Regions from separate parts of the Sus scrofa genome. Here region 2 is linked to region 1. The links are chromatin contacts, called in public HiChIP or PLAC-seq maps. All regions are on one chromosome and are shown on one strand. Each heading gives the region's core, a stretch centred on a gene start, on an enhancer-like site or on the middle of the called end of the contact. The rest is flanking DNA. Distances are from core to core; before and after follow the strand shown. Region 1 holds the start of ZNF703 (zinc finger protein 703). Region 2 overlaps LOC106506229 (a long non-coding RNA gene).

The links. HiChIP or PLAC-seq counts read pairs in DNA pulled down with a chosen protein or histone mark.
Region 2: an H3K27ac HiChIP or PLAC-seq map of skeletal muscle shows a contact between it and region 1. The contact joins the enhancer-like site here to the promoter of ZNF703 in region 1. A contact is called at or near these places in 8 of 47 Hi-C or Micro-C datasets (alveolar macrophages, brain, embryonic fibroblasts and 5 more) and 2 of 2 datasets of contacts at active chromatin or transcription factors (alveolar macrophages and skeletal muscle).

What each region holds. Positions count from the first base shown.
Region 1 is chr15:48,692,445-48,697,921 of Sscrofa11.1, reverse strand. It overlaps ZNF703 (zinc finger protein 703), which reads left to right and starts at 1,283. Exons shown (of 2, transcript XM_003133370.5): 1 at 1,283-1,743; 2 at 2,725-5,477. The coding sequence starts at 1,501. The coding sequence ends at 4,257. It overlaps LOC110256999 (a long non-coding RNA gene), which reads right to left and starts at 1,149. Exons shown (of 2, transcript XR_002339108.1): 1 at 1,018-1,149; 2 at 1-230.
Region 2 is chr15:48,858,786-48,864,005 of Sscrofa11.1, reverse strand. LOC106506229 (a long non-coding RNA gene) reads right to left here. Exons shown (of 7, transcript XR_002339142.1): 5 at 4,753-4,836; 6 at 2,911-4,224. Among named protein-coding and RNA genes, the nearest start is that of ZNF703, 160 kb to the right of the region's middle. Within about 2 kb of position 2,960, at least 17 of the 83 cell types and tissues checked have an H3K27ac peak or open chromatin away from gene starts, as enhancers often do. A contact at or near this core is called in omental adipose tissue, retroperitoneal adipose tissue, skeletal muscle and 1 more, where this site is marked.

The DNA.
Region 1 (5,477 bases), core at 34-2,533:
ACAGGCCTGACAATCGGAGTGATGGATTCGAGCTGGGAAAGTGGTACTCCAAGCGAGGCAGTGACACCAGCGCGCCTCCACTGGTCGCTGAGAGCACGGCGAAGTGGTCTCCCCGGAGGCCAGAGCACAAAGACCCAGGTTCACCTTCTGATCCGCAGGCAGGGAACCTTAATGATGTCGAGATTAGGTCTATGTAAAATCTCTGCCCGGTGCGAGGCTGGCAATGCAAACTTTATTAGAAAGGCACCAGGGGAAGGAGGTGGAGTAGAGGAGAATACTGTTATTTTTAATACAAAGTTTTTAACTCCGAAATTTCCCTGGGAAATTTACCCCCTCCCCAGCCCCGAGAGAAGAAAACATGTGGGGGACGCATCTCTAGAGTTTGTATCCGGGTGCAGCACTTAGATTCCCCCAACCCCCAAATAGCAGCAAGGCTCTGTGCCGTGAGAGAATTTTATGCCTCTAAGCAGGACATTGTAAGAAACCTGAAAACACACTCAAAAACATCGAACCTATAAATCTGTGCGCCGGCGGCGCGCACAACCTAGGGAACAGCGCCTTATCGCAATCATTTCACCCCCTAAGGGAGTCCTCAAACTTGCAGGCTTCGGACAGGACTGGCTCAAAGTTATTGGAGCGCTTTACCCCGCATCCCGAGAACCGCTGCTGCCTCCGGGTCTCGAGCGCTTCCAAATGAGCCCACCCGGGAGAAGCCAATTAGGGGAAGAGAGCTGGACCGGAGCGGAGCCGGAGCTGAGCCTGAGCAGAGCCTGAGCAGGGCCGCAGCAGAGCTGGGTTCCCGAGGCACGGCCCGCCCCCAGGCCGCCTCGGGGAGAGGCTTGGACCTGACTGTAAGAGAGCCAACGCCGGGAGCTCCTACCCCACCCCCACCCCAGTCCACCCCACCCCAAACACACACGGCCTGAGGGTGACTGCCCCCGCCAGCACCAACTCCCCGCGGTGCGAAGGGAGAGAGAACAGAGCGATAGGGAAGCTAGCGAAAGACAGGGCGCAGACCTTGGGGTCACGGAGAAGTCCCCTGCTCTCCGGGACCCCAGGGTAGGGGTGGCCCAGTTGGGGGGAGGGGAGGAGTGCGGAGAGTGGTAAAGGCCGAGGCGGGAGAGGCGCGCGCAGGCGAGGCCCCTTTAAGGCTCTCCCCGCCCACCGGCGGCGCCGGCCTCCGCCCGCCGCTCTCCCCGCCCCGGGGTCCCGGCGAGAGCTGCGATTGGGCGGCCGCGGCGATCCCTTTGAAGTGTGGCTGCCGATCGCGGCTATTTGACGTGCGGCTCGCGGAAGGCGAAGGTTTTTGTGTTGCTCGCCGGGAATAGCGGCGGCGGCGGCGGCTGCAGCGGCGGCGGTGGCGTCGGTGGAGGAGGGGTGGAGGCGCAGCGGCTGCTGCACCGCGCTTGGCGCTGCGGAGCGAGCCCACCCGCCGCGGGAGCTCGCCTCCCCGGTGCTCCCCCTCCCTCCCCGCCCCCCCAGTGGCGCTGCCTCCTCCAAATGAGCGATTCGCCCGCTGGATCTAACCCAAGGACACCCGAAAGCAGCGGCAGCGGTAGCGGCGGAGGCGGGAAGAGGCCGGCGGTGCCGGCGGCGGTGTCTCTCTTGCCCCCGGCGGACCCCCTGCGCCAGGCAAACCGGCTCCCCATCAGGGTCCTGAAGATGCTGAGCGCGCACACCGGCCACCTCCTGCATCCGGAGTACCTGCAGCCGCTGTCCTCCACTCCCGTCAGCCCCATTGAGGTCAGTCGACTGGTCGCTGCCAGTCCAGCGCCGGCCCCATTCCGCCCACCACTGCCGGGCCCACGGCCCTGCTCCCTGCGCCCTGGGGCTCGGTGCGACGCTCAGGTCCGGCCACACTGGCGGACGGTGTGAGAAGGGACGGAGAACAGAGGGATCAGAGCCCACACGGTTCTCCCTGGGCTTTTCCGGAAAGGTTCCCCTTCCACACTCGCCTTTCGGAGCTACATGTTTTCTCCCGGATTGGGTTTGCTCTTGGAGTCTCCACTGGGTCTTTTACTTTTCCTCGCCACCCAGTTTCCAGGCCGGAGAAGATCTCTCCTGGGCCTCTCCCGCCCACCTCTCTCTACCCGGGTTTGTTCTCTTTGAAGCCGGATCGGCCCGGTCCTGCTCCGCCTCTGTCCCATCCGGTTAGAGCGCACTACGCCCCGGCACTCCCGATCCCAGGTCTTTCTTCCTCCCACTTCCCTGGGTGCCCTCCCCGGGAGGGAGGGGCTACCAAGAGAGCGCCAACGGCAGCCCTAGCTTCAGAACGCGCTTTTCCCGGCTTCTACCCCGCGGCGCCACCGCCTGAAACCCGTCCTAAGCGAAGTTACCCAAACTGAAGCAATAAGTTTTTCCCTGGGCATAGACTAGGGGGAGATTCGAGGGCAGGGGGCGAGTTACAGGCCCTCCCTCAGCCCTGACTCCAGAGAAGTCACCTTTGGTAGACTACTTCCACTGCTCTTTTCCCGGGACCGGTGGCGCACTCCGGGGACACCGAGAGCGAGGGATCTCACCGGCCGGCAGGGTTAGCGCAGTTCCGCCCAGCAGCCCCGCCCTCGCTCTCCAGACCCTGTCCCCAAGGTCTTCTCGCCTCGTCCGCCGCCTCGTCGGCTCCCCTCGCCCCCCCCCCCAGCTTCCCAGGCACCCCACTTGTTCACTCTCCCGAGCGGTTTCTCGTCTCACCCCCCTTCTCCCTCCCCTTGCCGCTGTCTCCCACAGCTGGACGCCAAGAAGAGTCCTTTGGCGTTGCTGGCCCAGACTTGCTCGCAGATCGGCAAGCCGGACCCGCCGCCCTCGTCTAAGCTCAACTCGGTAGCGGCGGCCAACGGGCTGGGAGCAGAGAAGGACCCCAGCCGCTCCGCCTCCGGCGCCGCCTCCGCTTCTGCGGCTCTCAAGCAGCTGGGGGACTCCCCGGCCGAGGACAAGTCCAGCTTCAAGCCCTACTCCAAGGGCTCCGGAGGCGGCGACTCCCGCAAAGACAGCGGCTCCTCCTCCGTGTCCTCCACCTCCTCCTCCTCCTCCTTGTCCCCAGGAGACAAGGCGGGCTTCAGGGTCCCAAGCGCCGCCTGCACGCCCTTCCCCCCGCATGGAGCGCCGGTCTCCGCGTCCTCGTCCTCATCCTCCCCTGGTGGCTCTCGGGGCGGCTCCCCGCACCACTCTGACTGCAAGAACGGCGGCGCAGGCGGCAGCGGGGAGCTGGACAAGAAAGACCAGGAGCCCAAGCCCAGCCCGGAGCCTGCGGCCGTGAGCCGCGGCAACGGTGGGGAGCCGGGCGGGCACAGCGGCAGCGGCACGGAGGCCGGGGCCTCCGGGCGCAAGTCGGAGCCGCCCTCCGCGTTGGTGGGGGCCGGCCACGTGGCGCCGGTGTCGCCCTATAAGCCGGGCCACTCGGTGTTCCCGCTGCCACCCTCCAGCATCGGCTACCACGGCTCCATCGTGGGCGCCTACGCCGGCTACCCGTCTCAGTTCGTGCCTGGCCTGGATCCCAGCAAGTCCGGCCTCGTGGGAGGCCAGCTATCGGGGGGCCTGGGCCTGCCGCCGGGCAAGCCCCCCAGCTCCAGCCCGCTCACCGGGGCCTCCCCGCCCTCCTTCCTACAGGGATTATGCCGAGACCCCTACTGCCTGGGAGGCTACCACGGCGCCTCACACCTTGGAGGCTCCAGCTGCTCCACCTGCAGCGCACACGACCCGGCCGGGCCCGGTCTTAAAGCTGGGGGCTATCCGTTGGTGTACCCCGGGCACCCGCTACAGCCCGCCGCGCTCTCGTCCAGCGCCGCCCAGGCTGCGCTCCCCGGCCACCCGCTCTACACCTACGGCTTCATGCTGCAGAACGAACCGCTGCCGCACAGCTGCAACTGGGTGGCGGCCAGCGGGCCGTGCGACAAGCGCTTCGCCACCTCGGAGGAGCTGCTCAGCCACCTACGGACCCACACGGCCTTGCCCGGCGCGGAGAAACTTCTGGCCGCCTACCCTGGGGCCTCAGGCCTGGGCAGCGCCGCTGCGGCGGCTGCGGCCGCCGCCTCCTGCCATCTGCACCTCCCCCCGCCCACCGCCCCCGGCAGCCCCGGGTCGCTGTCTTTGCGGAGTCCACACACTTTGGGGCTAAGCCGGTACCACCCCTACGGCAAGAGCCACTTATCCACAGCTGGGGGCCTGGCCGTGCCGTCCCTTCCCACAGCCGGACCCTACTACTCACCGTACGCGCTGTACGGACAGAGACTGGCCTCAGCCTCCGCTCTCGGATACCAGTAACTACAGCCCTGCCTCTCTCCCCAGCCTCCCCTCCCTCCCCCACCTCCCCTCCCCCCCTACTCCCGCTGCAGCCTCCGCCACTGCTTATCCTTGCTGGATCCCCCCCCCAGACCCTCTTCCCCACCGGACTGTGTATTTATTTACTATAATGTTAGCTTACAAGCTGGGAATATAAGTGCATTAACGGCCCACACGAGTCAATGGTATGCAAAAAGTCTGTTTCCCTCTAAATAATAATATTAATTACACGAGTAACTACAGGTTCCCCCGCCCCTCTTCCTTTATTTTCTGCTTTTCTTTTTCTTAGATGTAAGTTTTATTTTTTTTTTCCTTTTGCCTGTTTTGTTTGTTTGTTTGTTTTTTGATTGGTTTGGTTTTCGGGGGAGGAGGGAGAGTGGGGTTCTTTTTGTTTTCCCTTCCTGGGGAATTCTTGCATGCTTCTTAACCGTTCCAACTACATTTCCTGCTTCTCTTTCCCCTTCATTCCTTCTTGTTTCCGTCCATTAGCGGTTCTGTTGTTGGTTTTTTGTTTGTTTTGTTTTGTTTTTTTCCTTTGTACAAGTAACAGAGAGGAGATATTTTTTGTAAGGCATTTGGGGGTGCAGGGAGCGGCCTTGGGAGCTGGAAGTCTTGCACCCTTGTAGACCCGGAACTCAGCTCTGTGACTCCTCCCCGCCCACTTTCTCCCCGCAGGATTCCTGAGCTGCACCCTCCCCACCACCACCCCCAATTAGAGTCTGGCTCCCCTGTCTTGCTCTGAGCAAGAGTCAGTGGCCCTAGAGGCCTTCTACAGAGCCTTCCCACTTCCAGACCCTTGCTGTCTCCAAACACCAGTGGTCACACTGCCTGCTGGTGGGGGACCTTGCAAGGACTCATCTTACTCAAGAAAAAGTCCTTAGAAGGCCCTGCTGGCATGAAACTTTGCTCTTTAGAGTTTGCGAAGTGCTTTTCTAGTCACTGTTTTTCTCTCGGTCATCGGCCCCTGTCCTGGTGGTAGGGGCTGGGTCAGTGATTCTTGCTAGATCCTTCCAAAGCAGACCCGTGGTAATATCGAGCTGGTGATACAAACTTGTTAGCTGTTGGGGGGGAAGGTGGGGGAGTCAGGGAGCACGGGGATCATAGCGGTCCCCGCCCCTTCCCACGCCTTACCCAACAGAGTCCCCACAGTTGCCGTGGGCTCCCTCAGTCATTGGGATTGAAGACTCGCCCCCTGGGTCTTC
Region 2 (5,220 bases), core at 1,711-4,210, 160 kb before region 1:
ATCCATGAAGATGCAGGTTCCATCCCTGGCCTCCCTCAGTGGGTTAAGGATCTGACATTCCCGCAAGCATTGGTGGAGGTCTGGATGTGGCTCGGATCCCACGTTGCTGAGGCTGTGGTGTAGGCCGGCAGCTGCAGCTCTGATTAGACCCCTAGCCCGGGAACTTCTATATGCCACAGGTACAGCTCTAAAAAGAAAAAAATAATTTTTTAAAGCCTTGCTCCCCAATATGGAGACAGGACAGACACACATCAAGCAAGTAGGACTCACAAAAATATCACAAGCTGGGGAGTTCCCACTGTAGCACGACAGGATCGGTGGCAGGAGCGCTGGAAACTGGGTTTAATCCCCAGCCCAGCATAGTGGGTTAAGGATCTGTTGTTGTCACAACTGCAGCTCGGATCTGATTCCTCACCCAGGAACTCCATATGCCTTGGAGTGGCCAAATATATATATATATATATATATATATACATGTCAATCCTGAGCTGGGGCAGGTCCTCTTGGGCCCCAGTTGCAGCCTCTACAGGACACCGTCTTGCTCTCCACAATGTGTCACCAAATCCCCAGTAAGCAGGAGCCTCCTCCCCCCACCAAAGAGGTGTGTGCCTTGGAGCAGGAGTTCCCAGGAACGTATGATGCAAAAGGGCCTTCTGTAAGTCAACAGGCAAGGAACTGAGGAGGAGAGATGGGGTGGAGCGAGCGTGCTTCACACCTCCCAGATCAAGTCGTGCCTTGGCCTGATGCTGAGACGGCACATCTCAGAGGCAGACAAATGGACCCGAAAGGGTGGGAGTGGACGGGAAAGCAACACTGAGGAGGTCAGCCTGGCAGCTCTGACCCCAACCCCTCCCCAGGGGGAAAATGAGGGAAGAACTGGTTATAGGGGAGTGGGTCCCAGCACCGGCCTACGGGAGCATGAGGCCATGCCTTTCTCTCTGAAGACATAGGTACCAAGCCCGCCAGAACTTCTTGGGGGAGTGGGAGACAGAGGTTGTAGGAGTACTGGGCGCTACAGCTCTACAGGACATCTTCCAAATGCCCGGGACAGACAGACCGATGGAAACAGTGCAGTCAACCAGCAAGAACTTCCGCTTCCAGAATCTTCTCTCCAATGTGGCAGCAGGAACCCCCCTGCTCCCCAAGAGGGGAAACATTCTCAGAGTCCTGAATGTCCCCATCCACCCGGGGTTCCAGCCTTAAAGAAAACTGCCTTCAGAGCCAGGCTGGGTTCTTTCTCCTGCACTCCCACCCCCTCCCCCCAGGGAGAAAAAAATTCAGATAGCTTTCTGACTATTAATAACATCGCCTGCCATGTCAAACCAGATAATGAGGAAGTTGACCAAAGCGAGGGATCCTTGATTAAGTAACGAGGCACAGGCTAGTCTGGGAATCGGGCAGGCTGGGAAAGCGAGGCCCTAGGTCTCCTGGGGGCAATGATGGGGCCGCCCCTGCCCCTCCTGTGGCTCCCACCTGAGAGCTCCCTTTTCTCTTCAGCTGCTTTCCCTCCCCAGTAGAATTAGAATCTGAGGAGGAGGAGTTCCCATTGTGCTTCAGCAGTAATGAACCTGACTAGTATCCATGAGGACGAAGGTTTGATCCCTGGCTTTGCTCAGTGGGTTAAAGATCTGTCGTTGCTGTCAGCTGTGGTGTAGATTGCAGATGTGGTTTGGATCCCACATAGCTGTGGCTGTGAATTAGGGTGGCAGCTGTAGCTCCGATTCGACCCCTAGCCTGGGAACTTCCATGTGCTGAGAGTGAGGCCTTAAAAAGCAAAAAATAAAATAAAATAAAATCAAGAGGAGTTCCCATCATGGCACAGTGGTTTACGAATCCGACTAGGAACCATGAGGTTGCAGGTTTGATCCCTGGCCTGGCTCAGTGGGTTAAGGATCTGGCGTTGCCATGAGCTTGTGGTGTAGGTTGCAGACGCGGCTCGGATCCCACGTTGCTGTGGCTCTGGCATAGGCCAGTGGCTACAGCTCCGATTGGACCCCTAGCTTGGGAAACTCCATATGCCGCGGGAGCGCCCAAGAAATGGCAAAAAGACAAAAAAAAAAAAAAAAAAAAAAAAAAAAAATCAAGAATCTGTGTTGATGAGCCTGAAGGCAGCCCCGAGTTCCAACCAGGGGAGCCCAGCCTGGAACACCCAGCCTGGAACGCCCATCCATTGCCACGGACCCACCCAGCCCTTTTGGAAACCAAACAGCCTGGCTTTGCTCTCCTTCCCCCATGCAAGCACCCCTGGCCTTCTCCACTAAGTGAACATAACAAGCAAAGAAACTTGACACTGGAAGGGACAGGAGCCATGGTTCGGGAGCTGTCAGCCTTGATGTCTCTGAGACCCAAGATTCGACGTCACGTCCCCTGTACAGACCGAGATATTTAATAAAGTAAAGCCCTCGGGATCAAGAGGCTGCCATGCCCCCATCCCTTCCTACAGCTCGAGCTGGAGTTCTTTAAAGCCTGCCTCACGTCTGTCTCCCTCTCCAGAAAGCCTTTCATGCCGCCTCGCCAGACTGACATTTTGACAAGTTGCCACGAGTGACATCTGATTTGTACAAATTTCAAGACTAATAAATCTACCTGTCAAAGCGGAAACTTTAAAAGGAGCTAAGCCCAGCGGGTATAGTTTAACAGAACTCAAGTTGATGAAACTGTAGGATGGAGAAATTATATCTGTCACAATCCACCCACATTAGTTCTGCAGAAATGTTGGCAACTGAAACAAACGTCTTTCACGGGCGTTACCGAAAGAAAAAAAATTAAAAATTAAAAAAAAATTTTTAATCGAAAAAGGAGATTGTTAATACCCCGAGTAACAAGTAACAGTGCTATTTGTAAACTAATGAATTTTATGTACTTCGTTTTTAATTTTGTTGCAGATGTGAGAAGTGGCTTTCCTCCTACCTCTTAGGCTGTCTCCCTGGAATCTGGACTTTCCATTCAAGCTGGGACCCATCAGTCACCCGTCTCTGGCTCCGGGCTGGCCTGCCTGTGGGTGAATGGGGGCAGGGGCACTGCGAGCCGGACTGAGGCTGACCCGCTGCCCGCAGCCCTGTGTCCTGGCCCCAGCCTCCAGCTCCTCCATCCCCCGGGGGGCCCTGAATCACTTCCTCCACTGCCCTCAGGCCTTGACCTGGAGCCTAAGGCCTGGGCCCCCCTTCTGGGCTTTGCTGTGGGATTTTTGTTTGCAAGAATGCAAATGTTGGAGGGGAGAGAGAGAGCAGGAACTAAGGCCAGAAAAACTTCTAAGTCTGGCTAACTTTTTATTTTTATCTTATCTTCCCTTCCTGTCTCTGACAAGTCCACTTTTGCTTTGAATCATCTTGTCAGAAATGGAGAAGCCAGAATTCTCCGATGAGAGGAAGAAACTCCGGGGAGGGAGGCGGGCTTCTCAGGAGTCCCACACACCTAGGAAGTCCAAAAGCAGTGATGAGTCTGAAACAGGGTCCCAAGGTCTTCCTGCGTCCTCTGCCCTTCCCTGCACCTCCTACCCTCAAAGGCCGAGAGGAGGGCAAATTTCGCCCAGCCCCCAGGAGTGGCCTCCACTTGCCCTGTTTTCTGTTTGCCGGCAGCCTCAACAAGCCATAAGCTCTCCTCATCATTGTTATTACTACTGCCTTTCCTCCTGGGAGTTCCCAGTGGGATCTCCTTTGGCCTCTCACTCCTGCCATTAAAGAAGCAAGCAAGCAGGACCGAGAGGAGATTTGTTTTCATGTTCCGCAAGGGGCAGAGGGGCTGAGGGCCAGATTCCAACCCAAAGACCATGTGTTTGGTTCCCTCCCTCCCCATAAGGGCTGCTTCCGCTCTCCAGTTCTGGAACTTCTGCCTCATTTTCACTTGGCTGGGACACTATCTAGAAGCTCACACCTTCTTTTCCATGCAGGCCAGGAGACAGCTAGGTGAGAGCCATGATCATAAGGATAACAATGCTACACCTGGTGACAGTGAGTCTGTATCAGGACTAAAAGAGGGGTGGGGGAAGATCTTGACAATCTGAGATGCTCCCAGGGACCCTGAGCTGCTCTTTCAGGACAGGTAACGCTGTGCCAGTCTGTCTGCTGGGGACTGGGGCTGCCCCTAGTCCCTCCAAGTTTAATACCTTTCCCCTGCCAGTTCGATGTTTGCTAAGTAGATTCCACATGCCATGCTCTGCTCTGCAGCAGGTGAGTCGTGGAGACGTCCAGAACGTTATCCTCATCCCAAAGCACTTTAACAGACCTGGTGGGATAATGCAAACAAGATGACACAGAGCAAAATAGATCCTGATCAAGAACAAAGGAAGTTCAAGTCAAGAATGTGAAGGACGTGAAGAAGCCTTAGACCCAGCCCTGCCACTCACTGGCTGTGGCACCTCGGAAAGAACATCCCCTTTGCAAAATGAGATGGTGTCCAAATGATCTGAAGGCCCCTGCATTTTTTTTTTTTTCTTTTCTTTTGGCCACCCCTCAGCAGATGGAAGTTCCCAGGCTAGGGATCAGATCTGAGCCACGGCTGTGACCTAATCCACAGGTGCTATAACGCTGGATCCTTAACCCGCTATGCCAGGCTGGGGATTGAACCTGCATTCTGGCTGCAGAGACACCAGCGATCCCGTTGCATCACAGTGGGAACTCCAGCCCCTGCATTTTCTGTGTCTTAGAGGAGAGGCCTTGCAAGATTACACAGGTGAAAGCTCTTGATGAGCAGCAACCATTTAGGCAATGGCTGGTTGCTATCGTCACCTTGGGCTGGGACGAACTGACCTACCTTCACTCAGAAGTCAGGCTGACATCCAGTAGCCACACAACCAACCAAGGCAGAAGTAAATGAAGAAGCAGGTTGGGCAGGGCTCTGAAGAGACAGAATCATGTCATGCTCTGCCCATGGCACCCACAGCCAGAGCTACAGCTCCCATCTCTCATCCTGTCAAGCTCTGGGGCCTCCTCAGTCCCAGTTAGCAGCAGGCAGGGCTGGCGGGGTGCAGCCTGGGGAGATGAGAGCAGCAAGACCAAAGAGAAACCACAGAACTTCCTTTCCCAGGCAGGGTTGTGGCAAAGCCATACATGAGGAGGTCGGACATGGTCTAGAACCGTGATTAGAAATCCTGGGGTAGGAGTGCTCATTGTGATTCAGCAGTAACAAACCCGAATCATATCCAGGAGCACATGGGTTCAATCCCTGGCCCTGCTCAGTGGGTTAAGGATCCAACATGCCATGAGCTCTCGTGTAGGTCAA